Regions from separate parts of the Hordeum vulgare genome. Here region 1 is linked to region 2. A link is a contact called in public Hi-C data. All regions are on one chromosome and are shown on one strand. Each heading gives the region's core, a stretch centred on a gene start, on an enhancer-like site or on the middle of the called end of the contact. The rest is flanking DNA. Distances are from core to core; before and after follow the strand shown.

Region 1 (4,445 bases), core at 1,222-3,721, 470 kb before region 2:
ATCAACATGTTGCGGATATCCATACAAACAAGCTACGGGTATCATCATAAGCAGGGGTTGAACATCTCATGTTCATTTATCATGTGAAGTCATGTGACTCAGGTCAAGCATCATCTTTTTCACACTATCATCTTTCTCTCTCACACACACACGCCAAGTTTGTGAAAACATCTGGACATAGTCTAAGAAGGACCACAAACTGTTCATGACCGTGGACATAGCTAGTTGAATAAATTTACACTATGTAGAGGTTGCACACTTTACCCACAAGACTCCGAAAACTTCCGTGTCAAGACACCACTCACGATATTGTGCATACCCGAGGTAAGTACCCAAAATAATGCCTGTCTCCAGACGACACTAACATACAGTCCACTCATTGGCACACAGCCCGCATGATGTACATCACAAGCATCATCCATGAAGGGACCAACGGTGTGCCCGTTGTCTGTAAAAACCGCCCATGGTCGTCTTTCCGGCACGACCCCGTATCGAGAGTGACCACGTCACTCCCGCCACTAGTAATGCGGGTTCTCTGCTAGTAACGACCAAAGTAATCAACAAAGCCCCGTCCCATAAGGGGTATCCTGGTTGCGCATAGGGTGGGACAGTGAGCACATCTTAAATCTAATCCGTTTTTGAGAACAACCACACATCTTGCCTCGGTACACCACTTCTTTCTCAAGTGGTTACCTAACTGAACACCATCTTTCTCAGGCATTAGTGACAGTCGATGGGTTTTATGAAAGTCTTTGAAATAATATCTTTTTTGTCACAATGCATATTCCCACCCCATTTGCGTAGAAACTACATAGCATCCTAACTACTTCCCATGTGCACAACCCTCATAGGAATGTAGGGTCATGCTCAGTGCAAGTATCAACGAGGAGTTATCAGAGACAACCCACCAAGGTGGTCACCGATTCATCATGATTCAAATGCAATGAAGTAAAGTGTCATATGACATGCATAAAAATGGATTCAAGTCATGGTCAAGGGGCTGCTTGCCTGGCTCAAAAAAGTCTCCACGGTCTTCAAAGTCTTCTGGTCCAACTCCTTTGTCAACAATGCAATCTATCGGCGATAATAACGGGCAAAAATAAGACCACAACGAAACAGGGAAAATATAACACTGAGAAAAATGTCTACCCATTTTTGTTTGGTTTGGTTTTTCAGGTTGGTTTGGCATGAAGTTTTTCATGTGCGCTAATTATGAGGAAGATCCATCCGTTGCTCCTTCACCGTACATCAGTCCTCCGGTATGCTTCAGTCATCAAGAATAAACACGTTGTAGATATTATTGTTAGCTTGATATTTATATTCCTATTTTTGTGTTCTCGGTGTTAAATAATTGATAGATTTGAATATATTTATATTTCTATTTTTGTTGTAGTCTCCTCCTCCTCTCTGCTGACCTAACAAATTATTTAAACTACTTAACTAACAAACCTAAAAATATTTTACCCTTGAAGCGTGCGCAGAAATGACGAACGACGTTCGACGAACACCGAGAAAAATGACGAACGCAGCAACCACCACCACCACCTCCAACTGCACCACAAGAACCACCTCCACCTCAACCTCAACCACCATCACCAAAAAAGGTTGAAAACAACCACCACGAACTACCCCATCGCGAGTGAGACGGATGGTTTGGCTGTCCTAACCCTATACAATAGAACTATGATGAGAAATATGGGAAAAACGACTACGATTAAGTGTAGAGATGAGAGATTTTTTGGGTGAAGAGAGAAGGAAAGAGGAGAAGGAGAGAAAGAAGCAGATAAGGAGGAGGAAGAATGGGAGGAGTAGGAAGGAGAGGGTGCGAGCGGGCCATTGGCTGGCCGGTTGGCCACATATCGACCACGCCACAGCCGAGAGGTCTATCGGCCAGGCCGAGGACGATTGGTCAGCCTCCAGGCCGAGAGGATAAGGGGCGACGTGGCCGGGCCAATAGTCGGCCTTCACGTGGCCGAGTAGTCACTATTCGACCACACCAGCGCAGACATGATCCAATCGACCTCACCTGGGCCAACATGATTCAATCGGCCACACCTGGACCGAGGCCACTATATTTTTGAAAATTTTCAAAATAGCATAATATTTTTCAAAAAGAATAAAAAAGTAATATTTAAAAAAATAGCTGTTTTATATAGACTATTAGATATGTTTTGGATGAAGATTAGATTTATGTTTTGAATGTAGATTAAATGGTTAAAGTTGCTGTCACTGGGTCTCAGTCCGCTCGTGGGCTTGGAGTGTTCGTGTAACAGGAGGCGGAAGTAGGAGGCCCGTGCACGGTGTGTACCTACCAGTTCTCGTTGTAGTAGGTAGTCACTGCCGTCGGTGCCGCGGTCGAAGGGCCCACCAGAATCGTGCCACGCACAGACTCCATGGTCCCACTGAAGCTCCGGCCCCACCCGTCAGGCCTTCGCCCTTTCCAGCCGTCACAGCTCACCGCGCTCGGGCCTCGCACAAGCCATTAATAACCGAACACGGAGGGCAGGCGGAAACTCCACAGCTCATCTCCCCACCTGAACGGCCCTATCGGCGAAGAGGGGAACGCCGGGAAGCAGTCGGATCGCGCAGCCATGTCCGCGGACGAGGCCGCACTCAAGGTACATGCACGCCTCATGAGATTTCCTCGGAATTCACCGCTCTTTTAGGGTGTAGATTTCTGCCGTTGGATCACCCGAAAGTTTTTAGGGAACAGTCGAGGGGCGGGGGCTTCAGCTGCTTTGGATCCTTATGGCTAATGCGGGCGATTCGTGCGATCTCGACGCCAATGGTGCTCGGGATTTTGGCCTTCGCCGTTTTGGGCCACTGTGGAAGGCCGGAGGGGGGGCAGGGCGCGGCTGAATTTTGGTGTGTATTTCTGTTCGATTTGCGCATTGCGGAGGATTTGGTTCGGGAGCGCCCATGAAACGCCCCTAGTACCATGCCGTGTTGCTGATCCTATAGTCTTGGACTTCCCTCAAGGGGATGATTAAACATCAACTGTGTGCGACTCAGTTCAGATCATCCCTACTATTTTAAGTATTATTAGGCTGCCCAAAAGCATTGACTGATCACAGTAATAATATAAATATATAAATACTCTATTCTTGTAAAGTTGCAATACGGTTTCTAATCTTAACTTCTAGTGGCCATCTCTTTGAGATCATATATCTCGCCTCAGTTGCTGTCCATCAACTTGCACTTGTTTTCCCAAGTGTTCCAGCTTTGTGATATATTTGAACATATTATATCATTATAAGTTATGTCTTCCTTTTTCTGTGGGTTGGCAAAAACACATAGAATATTCGTCTTTGACACGTGGTAGAAGAAACACGCAGTGCTGTCCTGTTGGGCATTGACTTGTTTGTCACATAGTGACTGATTCAATACCGGGAGGATTTTGAGGCCAAAATAGTACTGAAAACCTTGGATGTTATATGTTGTGAAGAGGCGATACAGTTTGGTGCCCTACCAGCTTCACAACTACTGCTAGATGCACAGCTAAACATGCTCTCACAGTTTGCTTAAAATCTTCTGAATTTTCTAATACATATCTGATTATACTAGGATTTCCACAAACCATGCCTGAGTATATGCCGCAAACTAAAATTTTGAAGTCATTGAAACAACCCGTGTTTTCGTTTTGTTCAGCCTATCGCTGTTGTTAATGCATGAACTTGGTTTAAACTTTAATGACATACTCTAGAGTTTATAAAATGTTTACCAGCAGTACTTGGCCTGTACTACATCTGTTCCTTTGAGTGGTATGTTTGATGCTGGAAAGCTTTCTAACTTTGTTATCCTTGTCAGATTTCATGTTGTCTTGATGAGGTTTATTCTATTACAGGCCTGTCATGAGAGAATAAACCTTAGTGTAGCTGCCTCGCATCAAGCTGAGAATGGGTCTCTCACCACAGTTAGTTCTAAGAAATCAGAGGAGGCGGCCTATGCATTTCTTCCTCCTATCGAGTCAACTGACGCGCACCTTCATGAGTTTGCAGAGGCCATGAGAAGTAATAATACAAATACTTGACATCATCTGAAGTCTGTCACTCTACTGTCTAAAACTTATGTGTGTCTGCACACATCTGTTTAATGTACATATACTTTGCACTTGAAGCTGTTGCAAAAGCACTGCGACAAGTTGCGGAAGGGAAAGCTGCTGCTCAAGCAGAGGCGGCTGAGTGGAAGCGCAAGTATGAGTCAGAGAAGGCAGTCAAGGCACACATGCAGCACAGTGTAATTAAAGGTACACAGTTAGACTTTGTATTTTACTAGTTGTTCATGGTAGCTATCAAATAACACTGCAAAGCATCTTTTGTCGTATTTCAGTACATGATATATTATTATCGTTATTATTTTGAATAATGATATATTAGTATTAGATCAGCCTCCAATGTCTTAGCAGTTCAAATTAGTCAACGAAAGAAGGACCCATTGTACTGAAG
Region 2 (4,382 bases), core at 429-2,928:
GAGGCGCACATCACACGTCCTTTGTGTGGCCTACCGACCCTCCCCCTCTATCATTTGAAAGGTCATAGTACGTCTGTACGTGCGCCCGAGGACCCCGTGCACCGTTCCTGAAGAAGTATATACTCCTACGTTCTACTCGTAGCGTGTTGGATTACATAGACCGTTTGTTATGCAATTTCCAACTGCCGAAACTGTCCGGCCAATACACAAATCCATTTCCACACATTTATATATATCTTCTTTTTTTTCTGCAAAAAGCAGTCCTTCATACTCGATGGTTAACAACATCTACTTAATCATACTACCTGTAAATTAAATGTGTGCTTTTTTAATGATTTGAAGATTGCTCATCACGCCTGTCAATGCGCTCTTGGCGTCATGAGAATAGAAAATATCTTATCTCCTTGACCTTGATCAATGCCACAAAATTGCATAAATAGGAAAAAAAGGTATACTTGGAAGGCCATGGGTTTCTGAATTCATAGGGATAGATCAATCCATAACATAACATAATCATATACTTGGAGGTATGAGTGAACTGTTTTCATTTTAATTTCGAAATAGTGTGTAGATGCCCAAAGAAGATTTGGTGGGATTTTATTAAGATCTTTTGGATGAAAGTTCCTTTTCGCTTGAAGAAGATCCTGCCCAGAAGATATGGTGGCACGCAAAATTTATAACGCAAGTGCTATGTGGCCCTCCCGCATTCTCTTGAGGATGTCACTATTACGAGTATACATTTATCTTTCACTAGATAATTCTTCGTGGGACCGTGCCTTTCAAAGGAGACACAAATATTTAGTACATAATCACTGTGATTTATCAGTCATTTTATCGTTGATGTAAATACGCACCAAAAATATACTTTAGCTGTCAATTGAACCAACGTACTTCCTCTGTTCCTTTAAATTCCCTTCGTTTTTTCTAAATAAGATGTATTTTTAATAAAATTCCAGAATGTAAGATACATTTCTTCTAATTCCTCATAATTTCATTGTTAGCCCTTTAAAAAAATAAATTATCTCTCCCCTAATTGCATGCATCTGTTCTTGTAAAGAGAAAAAGAAAAGTATCTCCCTACTGATTCCGTGTATCTTTTACTTTTCTAGCCTAAATGATTTAGTTGTCGCGAATCAATGATTTAGACAAGGTTAATTTCTTCCTAACATGTATATAATTATATGTCTTGGTTACTGTGATAAAATAATACACCTTACATAAAGGAATGAAGGGAGTACTCCACAATTATGGGGTATAAGGTGTAGACGTATTTATTTTTTAATAAAATTTCACAATATAAGATTTTTTCTTATAATTCCACGTAATTCCCTTTCCAACACTCTAGAAAAAAAAAATCTCTTTCCTGACTGCATGTATCATTCCTTGTAGAGAAAAAAACATTTCTCACCTGATTGTGTGTATCATTTTCTTTCCCAGACTAAACGATTTACTTGTCGCTAATCAATGAATTAGCTCATGATAATTTTATCATAAATTATTTAAAATTATGTGCCTTGGTTTCAGCACCAAAAACTATACACCTTAGATGGAACGGAGGGAGTTTTAATTTACCAAATAATGATTTTATTTGGTAAGTGGATGATAGAAAAGGTAAATGAAACTTTGCGTATCCACTAGTATTAAGTACAGTAGGAGAGATGCATGCAAACTTGAAATTCTACCGTGTGTCAGTAATGTTTAGAAAATGTATCATCTTTTCCGCTTTTCGTCAGGTATATGACTCTGAGCATGCCTCCGGCGGCTCCTCGTAGACTCGTCGTAGGTGGTAGTACAGTTGTATAAAGCGCCGTTGCCCACTCGTGTCGACACGACTGTCGCGGCTGCGGTCTCGCGGGGTTCCACTTCTTCACCAACCACACTCCCCTCCTCTCCTCTCCTCCGGGAGGTCCACGCCCGCCCCCGGCCTCCGACCGCCTCCCGCATCCACCGCCATGGCCTTCTCCACCCCCAACTCCCTCTCCGCTTCCGCTTCCGCTTCCAGCCCCGCCTCCCCCTTCCACCTCCGCCTCCAGCCGCAGCCCTTCCTCCGCCTCGCCGCCCTCCCCTTCCACCGCTCCCTCCCGCTCCACCTCCCCGCCCTCCGCCTCACCCGGCCCCTTCTCCCTCCCCTCCCGCTCGCCTCCTCGGGCGGCGGCAGCAACATCGGCTCCGGCGGCGGCGGAGGCGATGACGACCTCCCCTCCGGCGGCGGCGGAGGAGACGAGGACGAGGGCGAGGGCGGCGACGACGCGTCGGTAAACAGGAGGGAGGCGTTGTTCGTGCTCGCGCAGCTGGGACGGAAGCTCGAGAGCCTCCCGGCGGACATGGCCGCGGCCGTGGAGGGCGGGCGCCTCCCCGGCGAGATCGTGCGCCGGTTCGCCGATCTCGAGAAGTCGCCCATGTTCCGCTGGCTGCTCCAGTTCGGCGGCTTCAGGGAGCGCCTCCTCGCCGACGACCTCTTCCTCGCGAAGGTCGCCATGGAGTGCGGCGTCGGCATCTTCACCAAGGTCCGTGTGAAAATGAAACCCACTTCGTAATTTTTTCGCTTCGTATCTCGTTTCTGTGGTTTGCGCTTCAGATTGTCAGATGTGGTTTGGTTTGCTCTGGTTTGACTGACTCTAGTGTAAGCTTTTTGTGGTCTAGAGTTCAAAAGGCCCAACCCTGATGTGTGTAGTAGATTGTCGCATGAGTCGGGCTTTGGCTTGATGGTGATGCGTGCCCGACTCTGGCTTGTTGTTGACGTCGCTTCATGGTTGTTGGGGGCGTTGTTTGGACGACCGCTTCGGTGAGAAATGGGGCGGGAATATTTCTCTGCTGTGACAAGATGCCGATTGTTCCCTAAATCGGATGTATTCCATAATCTAATTGGACAGTCTACTAAGTACTTTTTTTTCCATTTCCCCTAATACAACAAAGGCAAATGTGGCTTTGCTAGATGAAGAAAGGAATACAGAATAAAGAAGCCTTTTTACGGTCTAAAGTACTCCCTCCGTTCCTAAATATAAGTCTTTTAAAATATTTCACTAGAAGTCTACATACAAAGTAAAATGAATGAATCTACACTTTAAAGTATGTCTATATACATCCGCATATAGTCTATTAATGAAACCTTTTTAAAGACTTATATTTAGGAACGGAGGGAGTACATTCTTTTGCTGGCAACATCAAGAAGCCTTTCTGTGATTATTCGGTCACCTTAGCCACGAAGCTCCAGTGCTACCAAGCTTTGTGGTGCCGTAGTCACCAAAATGTCACAATAGATCGTACTACAATTTACAATACTACGTACTCCTTCCGTCCCAAAATTCTTGTCTTAGGTTTGTCTAGAAATGGATGTATCTAAATACTAAAATGTAACTAGATACATTCATATCTAGACAAATCTAAGACAAGAATTTTGGGACGGAGGGAGTACAAAAGAAGATTCAATACACGGTATGCATGGTGGCTTTACAATTTCTCTTTTGCTTGCCTACGCTACAGTACACGATTTTTTTTCTCAATGTGTGTACCAAATTTATGACACGACGACAGATAGTCCCTCTGTCTCATAATATAAGAGCGTTTTTGACACTACACTAGTGTCAGAAAACACAGAAATTGCTTTTGGTGGCCGAGCTCCATGGAGGCCTTTAAATTTGAAATTCAAATTTCATGAAAATTTATATTTTTACATTTCAAAAAATTCTGAAAAAAAAACACAGGGATAAGCGAAGGCGTAACACACATGTGTGTAAATTTTCAGGAAAAAATACATTGAAATGAGGGCTGTGCAAAAAAGACAAATCTGAGGCTTTTTTACACATGACACTATTCATCATTTCAGGTCATGAATTTGTCTTTTTTGTGCAGATCGTATTTCAAGGTATTTCATCCTAAATTTTTGCACACATACGCATAACATCCTTCTTTACTTCCATATTTTTTTTCAGATTTTTTTGAAACCGAAAAGTTTGAATTTTGAATTATTCAAAAATTTCGGCCTCCATGGAGGCCGAGCTCCAAACGTCCGCTCTCCAGAAAACACTCTTATATTATGGGACGGAGGGAGTACATCTTAGAACATATACAACCGGACTAGGCAAATCTGGCCCCTGTACATCCGCGTACGCGCCCGAACGTTTGGGCAGTAGCCGGTCACCCCTCAAAAGTCCGGGTTCCGGAACCGTGTCCCTCAAAGCAAACCCTCAAATCCATACTAATCATGCAATGTTACACTCACACACACACACGTAGTTAAACAGACACATAGCATAGGAAGTTCATACATGTCAGTGTATCGGACTACCACAAATTGACATGCTCTACTAGCTACAGACGATATGAAAATGGAGGAAGTTCACCCACGACCGCCCTACCCTTGCCATCTTCGTTGCGGAATT

Evidence for each region. Hi-C and Micro-C count contacts between places; a contact is called where the count stands out from the background.
Region 1: a Hi-C map of leaf shows a contact between it and region 2, with 2.9 times the contacts expected there. The contact joins the promoter of LOC123439805 here to the promoter of LOC123439769 in region 2. A contact is called at or near these places in 2 of 6 Hi-C or Micro-C datasets (leaf and seedling).

What each region holds. Positions count from the first base shown.
Region 1 is chr1H:391,024,370-391,028,814 of MorexV3_pseudomolecules_assembly, reverse strand. LOC123439805 (putative NAD kinase 3) reads left to right here and starts at 2,471. Exons shown (of 11, transcript XM_045116474.1): 1 at 2,471-2,618; 2 at 3,845-4,010; 3 at 4,118-4,246. The coding sequence starts at 2,592.
Region 2 is chr1H:390,557,239-390,561,620 of MorexV3_pseudomolecules_assembly, reverse strand. LOC123439769 (protein RETICULATA-RELATED 4, chloroplastic-like) reads left to right here and starts at 1,678. Exons shown (of 8, transcript XM_045116451.1): 1 at 1,678-2,507. The coding sequence starts at 1,953.